4 separate regions of the Sus scrofa genome follow, and regions 1, 2 and 4 are each linked to region 3. Evidence: chromatin contacts called from public HiChIP or PLAC-seq data. All regions are on one chromosome and are shown on one strand. Each heading gives the region's core, a stretch centred on a gene start, on an enhancer-like site or on the middle of the called end of the contact. The rest is flanking DNA. Distances are from core to core; before and after follow the strand shown. Region 1 holds the start of SIPA1 (signal-induced proliferation-associated protein 1). Region 2 holds the start of EHBP1L1 (EH domain-binding protein 1-like protein 1). Region 3 holds the start of SF3B2 (splicing factor 3B subunit 2). Region 4 holds the start of KAT5 (lysine acetyltransferase 5).

Region 1 (5,154 bases), core at 1,757-4,256, 320 kb before region 3:
CGACGAGTGGGTCTTCGCCGACATGGACCTGCTCCACCGTGTGGTGGCACCTGGGGTGCGCATGGCCCTCAAGCTTCACCAGGTAGGCAGCGGTGCACCCAGGCGGGGTGGCCGGGTGGCCGGTGGAGCCTCAGACCCAAGGCGGGGGCTGCTGACCTCAGCCTGCCTGTCATCCCTGCAGGACCACTTCACGTCCCCAGACGAGTACGAGGAGCCAGCCGCCCTGTACGATGCCATCGCGGCCAACGAGGAGCGGCTGGTCATCTCACACGAGGGCGACCCGGCCTGGCGCAGCGCCATCCTCAGCAACACGCCCTCGCTGCTGGCCCTGCGCCACGTCCTGGACGACGCCTCCGACGAGTACAAGATCATCATGCTCAACCGGCGCCACCTCAGCTTCCGCGTCATCAAGGTCAGGCCCCCCCGCTCTCCTCTGCCCCGGCCCCCGCCTGCCCGGCCGGCCGGCCACCCTCCTGACCCTGGCGTGTGGCCTCCGCAGGTGAACCGTGAGTGTGTGCGCGGCCTCTGGGCCGGGCAGCAGCAGGAGCTGGTGTTCCTGCGCAACCGCAACCCCGAGAGAGGCAGCATCCAGAACGCCAAGCAGGCGCTCCGCAACATGATCAATTCCTCCTGCGACCAGCCGCTGGGCTACCCCATCTACGTGTCGCCCCTCACCACCTCGCTGGCCGGCAGCCACCCCCAGCTGCGGGCGCTGTGGGGTGGCCCCGTCAGCCTGGGCGCCATCGCCCGCTGGCTTCTGCACAGCTGGGAAAGGTGCGCTCCGACCCCACCACTGGCTTGTGAGGTCCATGGGGCGAGAAGCAGAGGCTCCCTCCTGGGTCTGACTGAGGGAGTGCGGGAGCCAGGCTTGAGCCCTCAGGGCCCATCCAGCTGCACCCCCTGCTCCCCTCAGCCCGAGCTCAAGGTGGCCTTTGGCCTTCAGTGCTTTCCTCAAAAGCCCTGGCAGGCAGGCGGCAAAGTCTTCTAGAAACAGGACCCTGGGGCTCCGAGATGTTAGGTGACTTGTCTTGGGTCGGGGGCCTTTGCGTCTCCCCTCCACCTCCCAAGCCCCCACCCCCGCCAGTCTCTTCTCTGCCTCCTCCCGCAGGCTTCACAAGGGCTGTGGTGCCGGCTGCAACAGCGGTGGGAACGTGGATGACTCAGACTGCGGCGGCGGTGGCGGCGGCAGCGGCTTGACCTCTCTTGCCAGTAACCCTCCCTTGGCACAGCCCACACCTGAGAACACAGCAGGTGAGCAGGCCGGGCCTGGGCGAACCAGTGAGTGAGGAGGGAGGCCTGGCCCACGAAGGTCTCTGCCTCTTATCTGTCTCCCACAGGCGGCGGCGACCAGCCCCTCCCACCAGGCCCTGCCTGGGGCCCGAGGCCCTCCCTGAGTGGCTCTGGTGATGGGCGTCCCCCTCCTCTGCTGCAGTGGCCGCCCCCTCGGCTCCCTGGACCGTCCCCTGCTTCGCCTGCCCCCACTGAGGGTCCCAGGCCCTCAAGGCCCCCTGGCCCTGGTCTCCTTAGTTCTGAGGGTCCCAGCGGGAAGTGGAGCCTGGGGGGTCGGAAAGGGCTAGGGGGATCCGAGGGGGAGCCAGCCTCAGGGAGCCCTAAAGGAAGCACCCCCAAATCTCAGGTAAGGTTCTTATGGGAGGGTCAGGTCCCGGGCAGCTCAGGTCTGCTCTCCCACCAACCTCTCTCTCCTCCCCAGGCGCCCCTAGACCTCAGCCTCAGCCCGGATATCAACACCGACGCCTCGCCCTCCAGAGCCGCACAGGACTTTCCTTGCCTGGATGGCAGTGCTGCTGAGAGTGGCACGCCCACGGGGGCCCTGGGCGACTGGCCTGCGCCTGCTGAGGAGCAGGAGAGCCCAGCTGCCCAGCCCCTGCTGGAGCATCAGTACTGAGTGGCCCGGTTCCCGCTGGGTCCTCGCCCTGGATTCAGTAACTTGGACCCCTGGCCTTTGGGTCTCTCTACTGGACCACAGAACTGAGTGGCTTTGACTCCCACATGTGAACCCTGACCTCTGGCTGCCTTAGCCAGAGCACCAGAACTGAGTAGCCCAGACTTCTGACCTTGACCCCTGATCTCTCATCCCTAATCCAGGGCCTGGGCTCCCAAAGGCAGGCAGCCTCCCAGCCAGGCCCAAGAGCCAAACCCATGGGCTGGTCCCCCTTCAAGCCCATGGCCAGGACTGCCTTGGCTTGCACTGCCTGCAGGGGTAGCCCCCTGACCTGGACTTGGGGCTGATATGTGGGAAGGGAAGGTTTCTTTTTTTTTTTTTTTTCTTTCTTTTTTTTTTTCGTGCTTCGGAGACACCAGAATTAATAACACTATTTTTGATTTTGGTTGGCAGTTTCTTCTATCTGGGGACGTTTGGGTGGAGGGGAGAAGAGCTGGCTAGGTCAGGGTAGATGAGCACAGAAGAGGGCATGAGGGATGTGGGTCTGGGTTATGACAGGGTCAAGGTTAGACCAAGGTGAGGTGAGGTTCAAGTAGGACGGGATCCTTTCCCTCAGGAGCCTGTTCCCTTTTCAAGCCTTGATCTGAAGTTTGCATTCCATGTCTCAGCATGAAACGTCCAAAGAGTTGCAGTTCCTACGCTTACCAGCCTTGACCCTGGCCAGAGCCTTTCTCTGAACCTCAGTTTCTTCAGTATAACATAGTTGACCCCTGGGTTCTAAGGGTACACGAGCGCGCGTGTGCAGAGCAGGACCCGGTGCTCGTGAGTAGTGGCGCCTGCTGAGCCCTTGCTGTGTGTCAGGCAGGAGCTGAACCCTTCGGTGTCCTCGCCCCAAGTCGGTTAGGGAGGCAGGTACACTTGTTCCGGTTTCTCAGCCGAGGGCTGAGGTCGGACAGTTCGCTGGGCTGGGCCTGTCTCAGGGCAGGCGCTCAAACCCCGCGCGGGGCTGACCACGGCCAAGCCTGCAGTCCCCGCCCGCCCCGCTGCGCTTCCCGCCGCGGCCGGCGCGGGCCCGCCCCGCCCCTCCGGGCCGGCCCCGCCCCCGGCATAGCCCCGCCCCCAGGCGGAGCCGGCGCCCGGAGCGGTAGCGGGAGAGCAGGCAGCGGGACCCCAGCGCGGGAGGAGGCGGCCGGGCGGGAGCCCCAGAGGTACCGGCGGGAGCGGGGGTGCGGAGGCACGGTGGTCGGGCCAGACAGGGAAGGAAGTGGCCTGGTGTGGACCCAGGTGGAGGGTGGGTGGGGGTCCTCTCCTCGTTCGCTGTTGCACCCTCCCAATCTCCCGCTGGGCTCCAGTCCCAAGTCAGCAAGTCCAGTCCCCTGCCTCTGACCAGCGCCCCACCCCCACCCTCTTGCCCGATGGCCCCGGCCCCCACCGGCGTGCGTGCGGGTGAGTGGATGCGAAGGTTCCCGACTCCCTCTCAGCGGCGCTGGCGACTGCCCTGCTGCCTGCCGACTGTGTGCCGGGTTCCCCCTATCCTGGGGCTCCCCTTCTGCCTGGGCGGCCTCCTACCCAGCCTTTGCACATTGCCCCCCAACCGCGGGCCTGGCCTGGGAGGAAACATCTGTCGCGGCCCCTGGCAGCACAAGTGGGGTCATGACCTCCAGATGTGCTGGGAAGCGTCCAGCGCCTCCTCCTGGGGCAGCCAGGCCTTCCGGATCTGTGGGAGCCGGCCGGCCCCCTCCTCCCAGTGACACAGGCCGCGAGGAATGTCCCGGCCTCAATGGACCCTGTGTGAAGCTGCCGGGTGGGGGGCAGAGCCCAAGAACACCCCCTAAGGCAGGGCCAGAGCCTGGCACTGTGCCAGAACAAGAGGCAGCCCACAGGCCATGCCCGCACAGCTACACAGAGCTCAGCCCACCCGGAGTGGGGCCCTGCCCAGACCCCCCTCGCACATGTCCTCTCTCGCCCCTATCACACACACTTCACCCACACCACAGTCCAGGCCCAGGAGCTGGGCACTTGGAGCCAGGGCCTGCCTCTGCCACCTCACACTAACACATGGCCAGCTGCGCTCGATTCACCTTCCTTTCAGTCTCCCAGCAGTGCTGGGGGGCAGCAGGAATGGTTAACCCCGTTTTAGAGATGAGAGAACAGAACTTTAGGGTTAGCGTCAGGACCTTGTCCAGGAGAAACCAAGGGAGGAGACACTCAGCTTCGGAGGCTTTGTCCCTGCTTGGTTCTGGAGCTTTAGCCGAGGGATGCCTGGGGCCTCTGCCTCCGCCCCCTCCTAGCCCAGCCCCACACAGTCACTGGGTGATGCACAAAGACCCGCCAGCAGGTGCCTGCACCCCTAGTGGGTTACCCACACATCTCCTGCCCCAGCGCCATCCTGGGTTCACCTGGGGGTGGCTTTCCCTCACGTTCTCACACCGCCCTTTGCACCTACCACTGGGCTTGACACATTTCCGCACTTCACAGGTCCCTGGGGCCTTGGGTGTCTCATTCTTACATCCTGTGAGACCTTGAGCCTTGGCCCAACCCCCCACCTGCCCCCCACCCACACATACAGGGATAGGAGTGGGGAGGTACAGCCCTGTTTAGGCCCTGGAAATTGACAGACCCAGGTTCAAATTCTGGCTCTGATGTGAAAGCGTTTCAGGCAAGAGCATCATCCCCTTATCTGGACCTCAGCTGGACCATCATGTGGGGTTCAGACTTCCCTGTCGGCCTCAGTGAGGCCAGGGAGACAGACATCCCCATGAGTCCCAGTTCCAGCGAAGGGGCCTGGTCAGGGTGACTCCATCCCCTGGCCGCCGGCACGGCCACAGTAGCCTGCAGGAGGATGAGCCCTGAAGGCCTGACCTTCAGGTTAGGGTGACTTGGGTCCCATGACTGAGCTACGGTGACCCCAGAACCTTCCTCAGGATGTGGGGCCGGACAGGGGGCTGCGCCCAGAGTTGGGGCCACTTCCTGTGCCGAAGGAAGTCCTCTTGCCATTCCTGCTGCCCTGCCAGTGTCCCCTAGGAACCCCTGTGTCCTTGAGGTATTGAGGCCCTGGGAGCCAGGGCACTGAAACCCAGCCTCTGGGTGCTCAGCGCCTCTGGGATCCTGGAGGAAGTGGGAGGAGCAGGGAGGAAGGTCTCTGGGGACAGGACGTCCTCCCTTTGTCAAGCGGGCAGGACCCAGACACCAGCGGCCCCATGGGTTTCCCGTCCCAGCAGAGACAGATCATCTGTCCGGTTGGGCCAGGT
Region 2 (5,319 bases), core at 2,729-5,228, 380 kb before region 3:
GCAGAGTGTTGGGGGTGGGTGTCAGAAAGAACCGCCAAGAAACCGCACCCTCTGCTTTTGGCTTCCTCCCTCCGCTTTTTCACCCTGCTCCTCCTGCTGCGACTTGGGGCAACTTGGGCCCACAAACCGTTGCCCTTTTAAGAGAGGCCCCGCCTGCACGGGGGCGGGGCGGGGGCGGAGCCGGAGGAGTCCGGGCTGGAACAAAGCAAGGCCTGCGGGCGGCGGCTGGGCTCGGCTGGCGGGGCCGCGGGTGCGGGGGCCTGCGGGCGGCGGCCCGGGCGGAGCGTTGGAGGGAAGGAGGCGGTGTCATCCTTTGTATCGGCCCGGCCATGAATGGGTTGCCCTCGGCCGAGGCGCAGGGCGGCACGGGCTGCACCCTGGCGGGTCTCCCGCCGCTACCGCGCGGCCTCAGCGGTCTTCTCAACGCGAGCGGGGGCTCGTGGCGGGAGCTGGAACGCGTCTACAGCCAGCGCAGCCGCATCCACGATGAGCTGAGCCGCGCCGCCCGCGTCCCGGACGGGCCCCGCTATGCTGCCGGCGCCGCCAACGCGGGAAGTGCCGCTGGTCCCCCCGGCCCGCGTCGTCCTGTCAACCTCGACTCGGCGCTAGCGGCGTTGCGCAAAGAGATGGTGAGTAGTTGGGCCTTGGTCAGCTGGGCCTTGGGGGGCGATGGGAGCTGCCAGCGAGCTTGAGGGGTGCCGGGGCGGGGCAGAGCGCAGAGGCAAAGCGCGGTCTGGGTCTGGAGGATCTGCAGAAGCCTGTTGGGTCAGAGGGGATACGGTAACAATAATTACAGTTACTGCTTATGGCAATAGTTACCATGTATTTTTAAGTAATTCACTGGAGTGATTTCATTCCATTCCAGACGACTGCTGTCTTTTGCAGATGGGTGTTAGTGACTTGACTAAAGATTTGAAACTTGCAGATAGCGTCTGACGCCCACAAAAACCTGTGCTTCAGAAGGTGTGGGAAGATTGACTAGGACTGTGGCTTGGGCTGAGGGTGGCTCGGACCCCAACCCTAGCCCATTCTCAGTCTTTTGCAGGTGGGCCTGCGGCAGCTGGACATGTCCCTGTTATGCCAGCTGTGGGGCCTGTACGAGTCAATCCAGGACTACAAGCACCTGTGCCAAGACTTGAGCCTGTGCCAGGACCTGTCATCCTCTCTGCACTCAGACAGTTCCTACCCACCTGATGCTGGCCTATCTGATGATGACGAGCCTCCTGATGCCAGCCTGCCCCCGGACCCGCCACCCCTCACTGTGCCCCAGACGCACAATGCCCGAGACCAGTGGCTGCAGGATGCCTTCCACATCAGCCTCTGAAGAGCTAAGGGTGTGGGGGGGCAGGCACCCAGGCAAAAGGCTCAGAAATTCATCCCTCAGCAAGTACTCAGACTCTAGTGCCTGCTTTCCCCCATACCACCTCACCTCACAGGAGGGCAAGGCCTGGGCCCCTCAGAGCTAAAACTGCCTACCCTCTCCTGTCTTGAGTTAGCTGGCACTGGGGCAGGTACCTGGGCTACAGCCTCTGCCCATGGCACTGGACCTCCTCTTCTCCCACCTGCGTGCACTTCAGCTTGGCCAACCTTCAGTTTGGCTGTGGGTCCAAAACATCGGGCACTCTCCTTGACATCTCTGGGATTGGGATGAGTGCCTGGCTCCTATCTCTTAATCTTTTGCTGCCCTTGGCAGCTGCTGGCTCAGGGGCATCCCTCCTCTGGTCCCTGGGTTCCACTGCCTTAGACAAGGGCTCCAGGACCCATTCCTGCACCCACCCATGGCCAGGAGGGCCAAAGCTCCGTGCTAGATATTTAAGTTTAGGGGCCATCCTCCTGGGCGCCTAGATAAATAAATACTCTCTCGGCATTAGTGTGTTCTGACTGTCTGGTTTTGGAGCGGAAAGATGTTTCTGGCAGGTGCTGCCCCACGCTCTGCCGGCAGATGGCGCCCGAGACCTCCGAGTGGAAGAGGCTTGGCGGTGGCAGGGTGCGAATCCTCGCTCCCTGAGCAGAGTTGCCGAGCCTTCCAAGCTGGCCCATCCTGGACCCGCGGTTGTGTGACTGCGAGCGAGTCACTTCCCCTCTGTGGTCGGAGGCCTGGAGCCCAGCCCCCCTCCCTACTCGCTTTGGGCTTTCCTGGCCCGCCGGGAAGGAAGGAGTAGGAGCCGCCCTGCTTGAGGAGAGAAACTTTCCACCCGAGTGGGGGCGGAGTTGGGGCGGCACAGGAAATGGGTGGGCCCGGGCCGGCCAGGCCGAGGGGCCCAAGGCAAGAGAGGGGAAGGCGCCTCCTGGAAGGGCCTGGGAATGAGTAGCGACTTTTGGATGGGAAGATAGAACTGCAGAGGCAGAGGCGGGTTAAGTGCCAGTGCCCAGGCCTCCCCAGAGCCAAGAGGAGCCCTGGTGGGCAGGTGGAAGCAGGCCCTCCTCTGGCTTCAGTGCATGAGACTCCCAGCGGCCCAGACAGCTTCATTCTATGCCGGCTTCCCTACCACATCACCTGGGACATTTGGGGTTGTATGTAAATGCTTTCTCTTAGGAAACAGAACCCTGATGCTGGGCCTAGGAGCCAAACCCCAGCTGTCAGGTCCCCCCGGAAGAAGCCTGCTTATTTGCCTTCACACACACACAACACCCCACAACTTACTGAAAGCAAGAGAAAAGAACCTCAGGTTGCTCAGTGAGGCTTACCAGCTGCTCGTCCCCACGCCTGCTGCACAGTCACTTGTCTCCTGGACACAGTCAGCTGGCACTTCTGGCAGACCAGACTTCCTGCTGAAACCTAGTATTGATCAAGAACCGGGTTTCTGTCCATTCACGAACCTCGCAGAACATTCGCACCGGCACAGGGAACAGGCTGGTGTTAGATCCCTGTGGCAGATCTAACTCTGGGCCAGACACCTGCCACGGCTCATTACCCTACGGGCAGCTGCGCAGGTGATAAGGGCTCTAATCTAGGTGTGAACAGAGCGGTTAACGCCCCAGGGGAGGGAGGGTAAACACACACTCTTTCCGACAGTGATAACGGATTTCGTTTAATAAGACCTGGCAACATCAGTCGGGCTCCACACAAAATGCTTCCCAAGGTTTGGTTCTCAATGATGTGAAGCGAGAAACTATAATTATCCCTGTTGAACAGAGGTAAAAACTGAGGCCCCGGGTGCTCGTCCTTTGCCCAAGGTCACACACTTGGAAGTCAGCCGTGTGCGGACGGTGGGACACCTTCCCACTTGACAGCTGAAGACGCAGGTCCTGAGCCTGGCCAGTGGGTGCTGCCCACAGGTAGGGCGCCCGGGCCGGCCCCTGCCTCTGCTCCTTCCTGCTCCGGTTAAGACGCGGTGGCAGCAGGAGCCGGCCTCCCCAGCGCTGAGGCCAGTGGGCTCTGGCCCGGCCCACTGGCACCCTTCAAGTCTCTTCTCCTTTCTGGGTCTCTTTCCCCGGCCTGCGAAACCGGGCCACCACTGAGCACCTCGCCGCGCTGCGGGCAGGAAGGGAGGCGGCCGGGGCAGCGCTGGCGAGGGCGGCACCGGTTGCGGGTGGCCTCCTGCCCCGGCCCGCGCGCGCCTCCACACCTCGTCGGCGCGCGGGCCGGAGGCGCTGCGGTCCAGGCCGCCCCCTCGCGCCCCCACCCCCCGCCACGCGCCGCCCCCACGCGCCCGCCGCGCGAGGCCCCGGAAGCCGGGCCGCCCCGCCCCCCGCGCCCGCCCCCCCGGAGCCCCGCCCGCCTGGCCTTCCGACGGGGGTGCGGCTCCAGGAAACGGCGCGCTCGCCGCTCTGCGCTCCAGCGACCCGACGCGCCCCAGACGACCCCGCTGACGCAGCCAGACCCCCCGGCGGGCACCGGCGGCGGCGGGGAGAGCGGCCCCCGGCCCGCGCCTCCGATCCGTCCCCACAGACGGGGCGGGCGGCGCCGACGGGAGCCTGGGAGGCCATGGGGACCTGGGCCGGGCCAGCGGTCGCGGGCCGGCGGGAGCCCGGGATCTGAGGAGCGGGCGGCGGGGGCTGTGGGGCCATGACCTCCGTGTGGAAGCGCTTGCAGCGCGTGGGCAAGCGGGCCGCCAAGTTCCAGTTTGTGGCCTGTTACCACGAGCTGGTGGTGGAGTGCACCAAGAAATGGTGAGTGGGAGGGAGGCCTGGGGGACCCCCCAGTCCGCCAGGGGCCCCATCCGCCTCTCGGAGAACCCTGCCCCCAGCCCAGGGGCCAGAGAGGCCCCCGACCCCCAGCCTGGGCCCTGGTGCCCCAGCACTGAGCGGTGCCCTTGCAGCCTCCCGGCTCCCCACTGTTGGGGGGTGTGGGCAGCCTTGGGAGTGGAGGCCTGAGAACCTGTCTGCGCCCACACTTCCCTCAGCCGCGCTCACGGCTGGGGGAAGGGAGGCCTCACGTTTTCGGCCAGAGGGATGGTTCAGGGTGGCGTCCGACAAGGGAGCAAGTTTTGAGGCCTGCGGGTGGAGGGGCCGGGACAGAAAACTCCAGGGACCTTAGACCAGCTCCCCTCTCCCCCTGCCCATTTGTTGAACCAGAGGAACCACCCGCCCCTGGAACCACAGTGGGCGCTGGGAGGCTGGCTCTGTCTCCACAATATCCTTAAAAGGGGAAACTGAGCGCTGGGAAGGATGGGGAGGGAGGAAGGCGGGGAGCAGCTTAAAGGGGCCTGAGGGCCTGGGAGGTTGTGGGTCGGGGAGCAGAGAGCCTGGGGAAGGCCAGGTGGTGAGGTGAGGGGAGATACGCGAGGGGCAGCAGGACCTTCCCGGACTGCCACGGGGCCCAGGGGCATCTCCCATGCCCCCACCCGCAGCTGCCCAGGCCCCTGCGTCACACCCTAAATATACGTGCTTGCTGGTGTCAGCTTCCCTTGGCTGGATTAGGGCACAGCTGTGGGGGCCTCACCCGCGGGGCCAGGCGGGGCTAAATTTAGGCTCCCAAGAGGAAGGACAGGAAGGGACCAGGGGGTCTAAGGGGAGGGGAGGGAGCAGGAGGCCTGAGGTCCCTTGGGCAGCTGTCACATCCCTGGTCTTGACTAGGCCTGAGGGTGGTTCATACCATTCGGCAAGACCCAGAAAGGAGAGAGGCAGGCTGGAATAACACGGCATAGAGCTGGGATTTGAACTCTGGCCTATGGCTTCTGCCCTGTGCCCCAGCATTCTTGATGAGGCCAGGGGGACCCTGGGCATGGTCCTGGAGAGCCGGCTGAGAGTTTGGGCAGTGTCAGCGTGTCTGAGTCAGAGGGGATGGGCAGAACCTCCTGGGCTTTTTTGCCGGCAGCCCAGGCTAGGAAACTGCCCTGGCTCAGGTCGCAGCTCCCCAGGAGGGTGTGCCCAGCC
Region 3 (5,479 bases), core at 54-2,553:
GAGGTTCCCAGGCTTGGGGTCAAATTGGAGCTGTAGCCACTGGCCTACGCCAGAGCTACAGCAGTGTGAGATCCGAGCCGCGTCTTCGACTTACACCACAGCTCACGGCAATGCCGAATCCTTAACGCACTGAGCGAGGCCAGGGATCAAACCCATAATCTCATGGTTCCTAGTCGGATTCGTCGACCACTGAGCCACGACGGGAACTCCAAGAATGTATTCACTCTTGACCAGAGCTTTAGTGGGCCTGGGACCCTTGCCTGGGCATTTGTGCTAGGAGTCAGAGAACTCAGGTTCTACCCTGGTTGAACTTAAGTTCCAGAGTCAAGAAGCAACTCCGTGGGCCTGGTTGCTTCCAGCTCTACAGTGGGGAGCTGTTCTTGGAGCTGTTCAGAGACTGCAGAGGTGATAAATGTGAAGGCGCTGCTTGAACCTTGTGTGAGAGGGGTCTTGAATGTTCTACTGCCTTCTTTTTTTTTCTTCTTTCTTTTTGCTATTTCTTGGGCCGCTCCCGCGGCATATGGAGGTTCCCAGGCTAGGGGTCCAATCGGAGCTGTAGCTGCCATCCTACGCCAGAGCCACAGCAACGCAGGATCCGAGCCGCGTCTGCAGCCTACACCACAGCTCACGGCAACGCAGGATCGTTAACCCACTGAGCAAGGGCAGGGACCGAACCCGCAACCTTATGGTTCCTAGTCGGATTCGTTAACCACTGTGCCACGACGGGAACTCCTCTATTGCCTTCTTAGCACTTAGCTCCAACCACCTGGAAGCCAAGCAGCCGCACCTCCCAAAGTCATACCAGGCCCCGAGAGCTGCACATTTACTTATGTGGTTCTCATGAACCCCTGCTTTATCCCGCCTTCTTGGCCTGGTATGGCAAGCATCCTGGAGCTTGCCAGCTTTGGGTGGATTCCATTCCAGACCCACACAGGTGGGTATCATGAGAGTGTTTTTGTTAAGGCAGAGAAGGGTTGGGGACCCTCAGAGTCCAGAGAACTGCTCGTGGTCCCAGTCTAGCCCCTCGGGCATGTCAGTTTCTCTCTGTCCCTCAGTCTTCCCTTCTGCACAACTGGGGGTGTGGGGGGGTCCTATCCTGTCTGGGTCCTAGGGCTCTTATGGTAAAATGAGGCCCCACTTGGCCTGTCCCTTTCTGGCCCTGGTTACTTTGCATCCTCAGCCATTAGCCCTTAGTTCATCCTGCCTCTGAGACCCCCAGCCTCTTCCTTAGCACATAACCTGTGCCGTGGAGGCCCCTGGCTTCAGATGACCTGCCGTGGCTTTCCAGTAAAAGGGACCAGGAGGACACTTCCTTTGGGTCAGGAATGGTTCTGTCTGGGCAGACAGGCTGGAGAGGAAGGCACTACTGTTCTTTCCTTTTTGGGTTTGTCTTTTCTGGGAGTGTCAGGAGACTGGGGTGGTGGTAGTGATGAAAAAGGGAAGAGTCCAGGTTCGGGCAGGAGCAAAGAGAATTTCCTAGCCAGGGTTAGGATGTAAGCAAGCTTCGTGGCCCAGTCCTTTACTTTGTCTCTCCTAAATCTCACCTTCCCTGGACCTGACGTCTCATTCTTTTTTCCCTGCTCCCAGGTATTCCTCTTGGGGATGGTTGGTGAAATAGGGCATGGTAGAGAGATCTGAGGAGTGTAGGGGTATGGGGATAATGAGACCTACACACACGCGCGTGCGCGCGCGCGAGGTAAGCCTGGCTGTCAGAGAGCAGAGCTAGAATGGGAGAGGGACCTCACTGCTAGTGGCAAAGGCAGGAAGTAGTTAGGACAGGGAGACGTGAAGGCGGACACATAAGGGGCACAGGCCACTGGTGGGGCAGGGGAGCACCAGGCAGGGTCAGCTGCGCCAGTAGGCTGCTAGGGATGAGGAAAGAAAAGGGCCTGAGTTTATCCTGTCGCCATAAAGACGATTCTTTTTTTTTTTTTTTTCCGGTCTTTTCTAGGGCCACACCCGCAGCATATGGAAGTTCCCAGTCTAATTGGAGCTGTAGCCACTGGCCTACGCCAGAGCCACAGCAACATAGGATCTGAGCCACGTCTGCGACCTATGCCACAGCTCCTTAACCCACTGAGCAAGGCCAGGGATCAAACCCGCAACCTCATGGTTCCTGGTTGGATTCGTCAACCACTGTGCCATGAAGGGAACTCCAATTAAGCGCCTCTTTAACGCCAGGTACTGTGAGACAGTAAAAAGGATTCATGCCTTTTTTTTTTTTTTTTTTTTTTTTTTACTTTTTAGGGCTGAACCTGCAGCATATGAAAATTCCCATGCTAGGGGTCAGATCGAAGCTGCAGCTGCTGGCCTGTGCCACAGCCACACCAGATCTGAGCTGCCACAGCTCATGGCAACGCTGGATCCTTAACCCACTGAGCGAGGCCTGGATCGAACCCGCATCCTCAGGGATCCTAGTCAGGTTCGTAACCTGCTGAGGCGTAATGGGAACTCCAAGACTCATTTCTTTGGGGTTGGAAGTGTGGATAAGGGGCAAGAAAGACTTTAAAACAAATGACGGAGGTTTGGACGTGTTATGGAAGCTCCAGAGCAGGAAAGGAAGGCGGCAGGAGATGGCTCAGCGGAGATGACATTTGAGCTAGGAGATGACATTTGAGCTAGCCGGGAAGGTGGAAAAAGGGTCTTTAGTGTGGCCCTTCCCCCAGGTCGGCAGTTGGAGCTCAGCCCGGAGGGCCCGCTCCATTCCGGCTCCGATTCCCTTTCAGGCCATTCATCCAAGCCTGGGCCGGGAGTGGGCGGGCAGACAATCAGACACTGTTTTATCCCAGGCATCGGCTGCAACCTCCCGCCCGGCGCCCACAGCGCGCGGCCGCCCGGGGAATGAGTCCTCGGGAACGTCTGCGCCTGGGCCTCTCCCGCCTGAGCTGGAGTCGGGCCGGAGGCGGGGAGGTCTGCGCAGCGGTCAGCGAGACGCAGAAAGCACATCCTCCGCTCCGGACCAGCGGTCCCCACAGTCCCACCCCGGCTCCGGCCCCCAGCGTTCCCGGTACTGCGACGGACCACCCTCCTCCCAGAGGCCCTATCCTGTTGAGCCCGCAAAGACCGTGATCTGCGCACTACAACTCCCAGAAGGCTTCGCGGCCAGGCCGCCTAGGGACCATTGACGAATCGCAGAGGGTGGTCCGCCTAACCAGCCTCGAGCGGACGTGGCGTATGGCGCTGCCGGAAGTTCCGGGAAGCGGGCCGGGAGGCCGGCCCGAGCTTCCGGGTGGGTCGCGCGCCTTCCTGCGGCTAAGATGGCGGCCGAGCATCCCGAGCCTCCGAAAGGAGAGTTGCAGCTGCCGCCGCCGCCGCCTCCTGGGCATTATGGTGCCTGGGCTGCTCAGGAGCTTCAGGCCAAATTAGCGGAGATCGGCGCTCCAATCCAGGGTGAGGAGCACGGGTGGTCAAGGGCCGGAAAGTGTAGGCCCGCGGGGAAGCGGAGCTGGTTACCCCGGAGACCCGGGGGCGGAAGAGTTGGGGGGGGCGGGGGCTTGACTTGGGCCTGCTCCGCCTGCCTTACCCCGTTGATCCTGTGCTTTGCCCAGCAGGGAGTCGCGAGGAGCTGGTGGAAAGGCTGCAGACCTACACCCGCCAGGTAAGTGTTGGTGGGATGTCAGGATAGGCCGAGCTTTTGGAGGAGGCGGTTCGTGATCCCTCACGCTTCGTTCTTCGTTCTTGATGTATCTCGGTACAGCGAGTGAGGTCTTGCTCTTTTTGTCTCTTCTTGTCTTCTTTGTTGTAATCGTTTCTGTACATGCTGGTCCCCCCCCAGAACCCCGTCTGAGCTCTGGCAGACAGACCCTGGGTAAATTTTGTCGAACGGACACGAGCGAACATTGTTTAGCGGAACAGCTAGCTCCTTTTGGACTGACCTGGAGCCCTTTCTCTTTCGCAGACTGGCATCGTCCTGAGTCGGCCTGTTCTGAGAGGTGAAGATGGGGACAAAGCTGCTCCCCCTCCTATGTCAGCCCAGGTAGGGCGGTCTTCCCACTTGTTAGGATCCCTTTTTGCCCAGAGTAGCCCCTCCTCTCATATGGAGTGTGTGTTTGGAGGTTGCAACCAGCAGTTTGGGTGGTACTGTGATGACAGAATTGGGAACTCTTCAGTTCTCCCTTGGTCCTCATCTTTGCTTCCTTTGCTGTGACAGCTCCTCCAAATCCTACAGGTCCTTCAAAGTTCAACTTAAATATCTGTAAGCCTAATTTGATCGTCCCATCCTCCTCCAGGTAGAAGTAATTAACCTCTTTTTTTGCTGTCCCAGCACACTGTTCCCATGTTATTCAGTGACAAATTAGGGCTTCCTCCCTGATTTGATTCCTTTCTTTCTTTTCTTTTCTTGTCTTTTCTTTCTTTATTTCCTTCCTTCCTTTTTTTTTTTAGGGCCACACCCGTGGCATATGGAAGGTCCCAGGCTAGGGGTGGAATTGGAGGTGTAGCTGCCTGCCTACACCACAGCCGCAGCAACTCTGGATCTGAGCTAAATCTATGACCTGCAGCAATGCCAGCTCCTTAACCCACTGAGAAAGGCCAGGGATTGAACCCGAGTCCTCATGGATATTGATCGGTTTTTTAACTGGTAAACCACAATGTGAACTCCCGAATTCTCCTTTCTTGATGTGGCTATGGAGTGTTTTTTGTTTTTTTTTTTTTTCCTTTTTTTTTTTTTTCTGTCTCTGTCTTTTTAGGGCCACACCTGCAGCATATGAAGGTTCCCAGGCTAGGGGTCAAATTGGAGCTGCAGCTGTCAACTACACCACAGCCACAGCAATGCCAGATCCGAGCCACATCTTTGACCTACACCACAGCGCCTGGCAACACCAAATTCTTAACCCACTGAGTGAGGCCAGGGATCGAACCTGTGTCCTCATGGATGCTAGTCGGGTTTGTTAATCTCTGAGCCACGATGGGAACTCCAAGAGTAGTCTTTTTCTTGAATGCAAGAACTGTGTGTCGTTTGACTTTGAATCCCAGCACCTGGCTCATTGTAGTTCCCCAGCAAGTATTTGTAGTAGATCAGTGCCTCCAGTTAATGGTCATTTTTTTTTCCCCCACAGCTCTCTGGGATTCCCATGCCACCCCCGCCCATGGGACTCCCCCCTCTACAGCCTCCTCCACCACCCCCACCACCTCCACCTGGCCTTGGCCTTGGCTTTCCCATGGCAGTTGGACCCCGCCCTCCAAACTTGGGCCCCCCTCCTCCTCTCCGAGTGGGTGAACCTGTGGCACTGTCCGAGGAAGAGCGGTTAAAGCTGGCGCAGCAGCAGGCGGCATTGCTGATGCAGCAAGAGGAACGTGCCAAGCAGGTAGCAGCCTGAGCCTGGGGCTCATCAGGGTCCTGAATGGGAAGTGGAGCCTCAGAGGGAGCCGGATCCTGGGGCCTAAGGCTTCTGGGAAGGTCTGGACCAAAGACTAGAACTTGGGCCCTGGCTGGGAGCAGAGTTGGGGCCGACTGGCCTGTGGGATTTTGGTGCTGAAA
Region 4 (5,904 bases), core at 1,272-3,771, 280 kb before region 3:
AGGAGGAAATTAACCCTTCGGAGGCCAGGCTAAGAAGGCAGAACTTGCACCTTCAATGATTTTGAGCCCCCAGGTGAATTCTCCCAAAGCCCGCATGTCTTTGGACCATGCACTTGGAGATGTTCCCTCTGTACACAGCTGGAGAGGGGCCCTGTGACTCTGTGGGGTAGGAATCCTGAGTGGCAGCCTTTAGAAGGGCCCAAGTTAACCAGCTCCTCATTTGATCACACTGTCTTACCATCATCTCAGCACTTACCACTGTCCAAAGGGATTCTTCATGCTTTGTTTTGCTAACAATTCCTATCTGATGCACTACAGTAGGGGCCTCATCTGTTTTCACTCAAGTTGCTCCCACGGTGGGGGGGGGGGTGCAAAGAGTTGGCGCTCAATTGATACTGTTGAATGACTGATGCCCTGTTGCCATGTTTGCCGGCTATTTCTTTTCTCCTTTTGCTCTTGCTGTTTCACCACCAGAAATGGCCCCAACTCCTTTCTCTGGCCCAACTCCTTCTCATTCCCTAAACTGCAGGTCAGATATCAGATGCTCAGAGACCCCCGCCTGGACCCCCACCTAGTGCTGTCTCCTCTGAACTCTGGGTTTCCCTCCCATCTTACAAGATGGATCATTCTCTGCAGCAAATGTCACTTCACACCTCTGGCTTCCGAGTGCCACCGTATATTTCATCCATTTGACAGTTTCTAACTGAAAGCCTACTTCGAGTCAGGCCCTATGGAAGCTGGGAAAATAGCACTGGAAAAACCATATGACTCCTGCATTCATGGATCTTACATTCTAGTGAGGGAACGACAATAACATGTGAATAAGTACAATAAATGACATCTGGTGATAAATGCTATGAAGCAGAGGAGGGAGATGAAGTGGTGGGCAGATCTGACTTGGGGAGTTAGAGGTGGCCTCATGAGGAAGGTGACATTTGAGCGGGATGAGGGAGAAAGACAAGTGGATAAATAGAGAGAAAATGTTGCAGGAAGGAAAGAGCACAGGACCAGGGGGAGGAATACGCCTGCTGTGTTCTAGAAACCCTGGGAGGTCAGTGTGGCTAGAGTGAAGTGAGTGGGGTGAGAGAAATGCTGACGGGCTGAATGGGAGAAGAGCAGAGGTCTTCTTGACTTCAAGGTTTTTGGTCTGAGAAACTGAATGGACCAGCTCATCAGTGAGGGAGAAGAAAGAAGGTGGGAGGAGAAACCAGAAAGGCAGATCTGGAGTTCAGTTCAGGACATGCCCCTGGTACATCCAAATGGGGGTGTCGAGTAGGCAGAGAAAGTCGAGGGAGATCTGGGCTGAAGATACAAATTTGAGAAACCTCAGAAACCTGGGAGCGGCCTTAAAAAGCAAACAAACAAACAAACCAACCCATTCTTAGTACATTTGCTGTAGGAAAGCTAGCAGAGGGTTGGATTTGGCCATTTTGCCTATCTGGCCCTTTCCTTCACCTGGTGCTTTTTTTCTTCTTTGAGGGGGCTTTCTCAAAACACTTATCATTATTTAATAGACTAGATAATTTATTTTTTAACGCTATTAACCAGGTGTTACCTATGCCCCTCTTTTCCCTCCCAACCTCCAAGAAGGTAAGCTACAAAAGGAGGGAATCCTTGGGAGTCCCCATCATGGCTCAGCGGTTAACGAATCTGACCAGGAACCATGAGGTTGCAGGGTCGATCCGTGGCCTGGCTCAGTGGTTTAAGGACCCAGTGTTGCCTTGAGCTGTGGTGTAGGTCGCAGACGCGGCTCGGATCCCAAATTGCTGTGGCTCTGGTGTAGGCCGGCGGCTACAGCTCTGAATCGACCCCTAGCCTGGGAACCTCCATATGCCGTAGAAGCGGCCCTGGAAATGGCAAAATGACAAAAAAAAAAAAAAAAAAAAAAAAAAAGGAATTCTTTATTTACTGAGGTATTCCAGGCTCCTAGAACAGTGCCTGGTACGTGGCAGGTGATTTACTACACATTTGTTGAATGTATGCATGAATGATGTATTACTCCTGTAATTAGCAACCTACTATACAAAACAACAAACCTACAAACCTTCCGTGAGTTCCCAACCCCAAGGAGTTAGGGCCACAAACTTGGCGAGGGTTTTAAGTCCCTCAAGTCCCACCCACTTCTCCAGCCCCTCAAACCCTCAAGACCCGCCCCAACCCCCAGCCGGGCACGCGCAGTTCACTCCCCGAGACGCATCCTGCGGCCACTAGGAGACGCCCAAACCCGGCCGCCGGCGAAGCAAACACCAGTCCCACGTGACCGGCGTCGCACCCGGTGAGCGTCACGTGACGGACTCAGTTTTCCTCCAATCGTTGTGCACGTTGTGGGGATTCCACCGAAGACCTGGTTTGAGACTTACAGTACCCTATTCCCCCGCCAGCCAAACGGGCCGGCTCCATGAGCAAGCTGGGTTGCGGGGTCTCTCCAGGGTCCTCTCCTGAAGCCGGTTTGGAGAGACCTGGGCCTACAAAGTGCTCGGTCCCGGAAGTGACGTCTCCCAGAGGGGCCGGAAGTGGCAGTGGAGGGAGGGAAGATGGCGGAGGTGGTGAGTCCGGTGCCCGGGGCGGGGCGGAGGGAGCCAGGGGAGGTGGGTAGAGCCCGAGGCCCCCCAGTAGCCGACCCTGGCGCCGCGCTGTCTCCCCAGGGGGAGATAATCGAGGGCTGCCGCCTGCCCGTGCTGCGGCGGAACCAGGACAACGAAGATGAGTGGCGTGAGTGACGTCGGGGGGCGGGGCTAAGGAACCTGAGGGCGAGGGGCGGGGGGAGTCAAGCGAACCCCAGGGAGGGGGAGGGGCCTCTAGAATCTTGGGGCGGGCGGGGCGCAGATATTCACGAGGGGCGTGGCTTTTAGCCGCTGGAGATGGACAGGGCGGGGCTTGGAGAAGGGAATGACACTTGGTGACTAATGGGGGCTTGGGCGAGAGCTTCCAAGTGCTGAGGCTCAGGGATCGGGCCTGGAGGTGGAGTTCAGGTTGTAGAAGGGCGGAGCCTCATGGCCTGGCCGCTCTAAGGCCGTTCCCTGTGCTGTGCCCACAGCCCTGGCCGAGATCCTGAGCGTGAAGGACATCAGTGGCCGGAAGCTTTTTTACGTCCATTATATTGACTGTGAGTTCTGGGCCGGGATGAGGTGGGGCTAGGGTTGCGGGGGGCAGCCTCTGGCACTCCTTCCTGAGCCATCCCCACTGCTGCAGTCAACAAACGCCTGGATGAATGGGTGACTCATGAGCGGCTGGACCTAAAGAAGATCCAGTTCCCCAAGAAAGAGGCCAAGACCCCCACCAAGAACGGACTTCCTGGGTCCCGCCCCGGCTCTCCAGAGAGAGAGGTGGTGAGTAGGTCCCCTGCTTCAACTTTTCTCTCCTGCCTCCTACTTCTCTCATCTCTTGGCCTCAGTGGCTCCCAGCTGGGCAGGAGGCTGTGCCCTCCCACCCTGGCTTCAGCTCGCAAAGGATGGGGGCCAAATTGCAGATGTAGCTTCCAGAGTCCAGCGTCCTTGAGAGGGGCGGGGTTTGATCATTACACACTGAGGGGCCCCTACTCCCCTTCCCCATCCCACCACCATCCCCACCCCAGAGGAAGACCCTGGACCTATCTCTACAGCCGGCCTCCGCCCAGGCCAGCGGGAAGACCTTGCCAATCCCGGTCCAGATCACACTCCGCTTCAACCTGCCCAAGGAGCGGGAGGCCATTCCCGGTGGCGAGCCCGACCAGCCGCTCTCCTCCAGCTCCTGCCTGCAGCCCAACCACCGCTCAACGGTACCCTCAGCAATTCCAGGGACCTTGCTTTCCTCTCAGGTCCCACCTTCCCTACCTTCTGACCCACCTTTCTTGGTTTCTCTTCTGCAGAAACGGAAGGTGGAGGTGGTTTCACCAGCAACTCCGGTGCCCAGCGAGACAGCCCCGGCCTCAGTTTTTCCCCAGGTGAGTCCCCCAAACCATCTCTTTTTCCCTCCCCTTCTACCTTCTGGTAGCCCCTTTCAGGTGCATCTCACAGCTACTCCTTTTTCTTTCATCTCACCTTCAGAATGGATCAGCCCGTAGGGCAGTGGCAGCTCAGCCAGGGCGGAAGCGAAAATCAAATTGCTTGGGCACTGACGAGGTGGGTCTGGGGAAGAGGGAAGCGGGGTGAAAAGTAGGGGACAGGGGGTTCCCTAGGTGGGTAGCAATTGGAAATCAGTGTGCGCTCACTGCTGTGCCCCTGGGTTCAATTCCTGGTTTGAAAACTGAGATTCCCACATCAAGCCACTGCATGTTGTAGCTAGGAAAAAAAAAAAAAAAAAGGAGTGGACGTAGGCAGGGCAGAGAGTTCAGTGACTCGTTGGAAGATGAACAGAGTGTGCTGGGTTGAGGTGGTGTTGGGATTAGGAGTGAGGCAGAACTGGTTCAGATCAAGCATTGGGTCATCTTTTCCAGTTTCCAATGAAAATTGTCCAAGTCTTGGTTTCTTTAACTGGAAAGTAGGGGTTATGGTATCTTCCCCACTAGGAAACCCGTGGGAGGGCTGTGAGCCAGAGAGTGTCCTGCTTGAGTTGTCTCCTGTAACCTGGCGTCTTTCCGTGGCCCCGGGCAGGACTCCCAGGACAGCTCAGACGGAATACCCTCGGCTCCTCGCATGACTGGGAGCCTGGTGTCTGACCGCAGCCACGACGACATCGTCACCCGGATGAAGAACATTGAGTGCATCGAGCTGGGCCGGCACCGCCTCAAGCCGTGGTACTTCTCCCCGTACCCGCAGGAGCTCACCACCCTGCCCGTCCTCTACCTCTGCGAGTTCTGCCTCAAGTACGGCCGAAGCCTCAAGTGTCTGCAGCGTCACTTGGTAGGAAGGGTCCCAGGAGGCCGCCTTCCTAGCACCCCTGCCCTGCCCTGGCCCTGCCCCTGATTCTCCTCTCCTTCTCAGACCAAGTGTGACCTGCGACATCCTCCAGGCAACGAGATTTACCGAAAGGGCACCATCTCCTTCTTTGAGATCGATGGTCGTAAGAACAAGGTCAGTGGCTCAGGGGCCGTGGGGAGTCTTTGGTGCAGGGAGTCAAGTGAGTGGCCTTTTCCAGCTCAGGAAAGCACTGACCATTTTGGCTAACAGATCTATTCACCCCATTTATTCACTTAGGGCAGGTGTGGGAGATACAGAGTGACCAGCAATTAGACAGGATCTCTGCTGAGGGCTCACAGGAGAAGGCAGACATGCTAGGGGCTTCTTAGATCCTAGCGTGATACATGTCGTGAGACAAAGTGTGAGTTATCAGGATCCAGAGGAGGGGACCTTTGAGCCTGGGTAAGGGGGGTACAGGAATCCGAAACCATGGGTTCTGAAGGGGAGGAATGGATGGCTCTGCAGGTTCAGTTCCAGACCAGAGCAATGAAGCAAATATCATAATAAAGCAGTCACACAAGTTTTTTTGGTTTCCAAATAAGATTTATACTTATACTACGCTGCAGTCTATTACATATATAGGAGTGTCGGAGTTCCCGTTGTGGCACAGTGGTTAACGAATCTGACTAGGAACCATGAGGTTGTGGGTTCGGTCCCTGCCCTTGCACAGTGGGTTAAGGATCCGGCGTTGCTGTGAGCTGTGTTATAGGTCGCAGACGCGGCTCGGATCCCGCCTTGCTGTGGCTCTGGTGTAGGCCGGCGGCTACGGCTCTGATTAGACCCCTAGCCTGAGAACTTCCATATGCCACAGGAAGCAGCCCTAGAAAAGGCAAAAAGACACACACACACATACACACAAAGGGATACAGGAGTGTCTAAGAAAATAATGACAGTGATGACAGTGAGAGTCACTGTTCACACATCCCTATAACGGACAACGAGAGTTTGGAACATTCCGAGAATTACTGAAATGTGATAGAGAGACATGAAATGAGCAAATGCTGGTGGAAAAATAGCGCTGATAGAC

What was found. HiChIP or PLAC-seq counts read pairs in DNA pulled down with a chosen protein or histone mark.
Region 1: a contact with region 3 is called in an H3K27ac HiChIP or PLAC-seq map of alveolar macrophages. The contact joins the promoter of SIPA1 here to the promoter of SF3B2 in region 3. A contact is called at or near these places in 1 of 5 promoter capture datasets (fetal liver), 1 of 47 Hi-C or Micro-C datasets (liver) and 1 of 2 datasets of contacts at active chromatin or transcription factors (alveolar macrophages).
Region 2: a contact with region 3 is called in an H3K27ac HiChIP or PLAC-seq map of alveolar macrophages. The contact joins the promoter of EHBP1L1 here to the promoter of SF3B2 in region 3. A contact is called at or near these places in 3 of 5 promoter capture datasets (fetal liver, fetal skeletal muscle and liver) and 2 of 2 datasets of contacts at active chromatin or transcription factors (alveolar macrophages and skeletal muscle).
Region 4: an H3K27ac HiChIP or PLAC-seq map of alveolar macrophages shows a contact between it and region 3. The contact joins the promoter of KAT5 here to the promoter of SF3B2 in region 3. A contact is called at or near these places in 1 of 5 promoter capture datasets (liver) and 1 of 2 datasets of contacts at active chromatin or transcription factors (alveolar macrophages).

What each region holds. Positions count from the first base shown.
Region 1 is chr2:6,616,408-6,621,561 of Sscrofa11.1, reverse strand. It overlaps SIPA1 (signal-induced proliferation-associated protein 1), which reads left to right and starts at 3,006. Exons shown (of 16, transcript XM_021082850.1): 1 at 3,006-3,111. It overlaps PCNX3 (pecanex-like protein 3), which reads left to right. Exons shown (of 34, transcript XM_021082830.1): 30 at 1-82; 31 at 182-412; 32 at 500-774; 33 at 1,109-1,252; 34 at 1,336-2,349. The coding sequence ends at 1,906.
Region 2 is chr2:6,677,380-6,682,698 of Sscrofa11.1, reverse strand. EHBP1L1 (EH domain-binding protein 1-like protein 1) reads left to right here and starts at 3,978. Exons shown (of 18, transcript XM_021082847.1): 1 at 3,978-4,113. The coding sequence starts at 4,010. It overlaps SSSCA1 (Sjoegren syndrome/scleroderma autoantigen 1), which reads left to right. Exons shown (of 5, transcript XM_021082852.1): 4 at 1-629; 5 at 1,036-1,867. FAM89B (protein FAM89B) reads left to right here and starts at 193. Exons shown (of 2, transcript XM_021082853.1): 1 at 193-629; 2 at 1,046-1,867. The coding sequence starts at 330. The coding sequence ends at 1,324.
Region 3 is chr2:6,291,374-6,296,852 of Sscrofa11.1, reverse strand. SF3B2 (splicing factor 3B subunit 2) reads left to right here and starts at 1,303. Exons shown (of 22, transcript XM_003122505.4): 1 at 1,303-3,390; 2 at 3,552-3,598; 3 at 3,899-3,976; 4 at 5,058-5,306. The coding sequence starts at 3,258.
Region 4 is chr2:6,568,835-6,574,738 of Sscrofa11.1, reverse strand. It overlaps KAT5 (lysine acetyltransferase 5), which reads left to right and starts at 2,521. Exons shown (of 14, transcript NM_001243915.1): 1 at 2,521-2,546; 2 at 2,646-2,712; 3 at 3,038-3,106; 4 at 3,193-3,329; 5 at 3,602-3,757; 6 at 3,848-3,922; 7 at 4,026-4,100; 8 at 4,572-4,820; 9 at 4,902-4,991. The coding sequence starts at 2,535.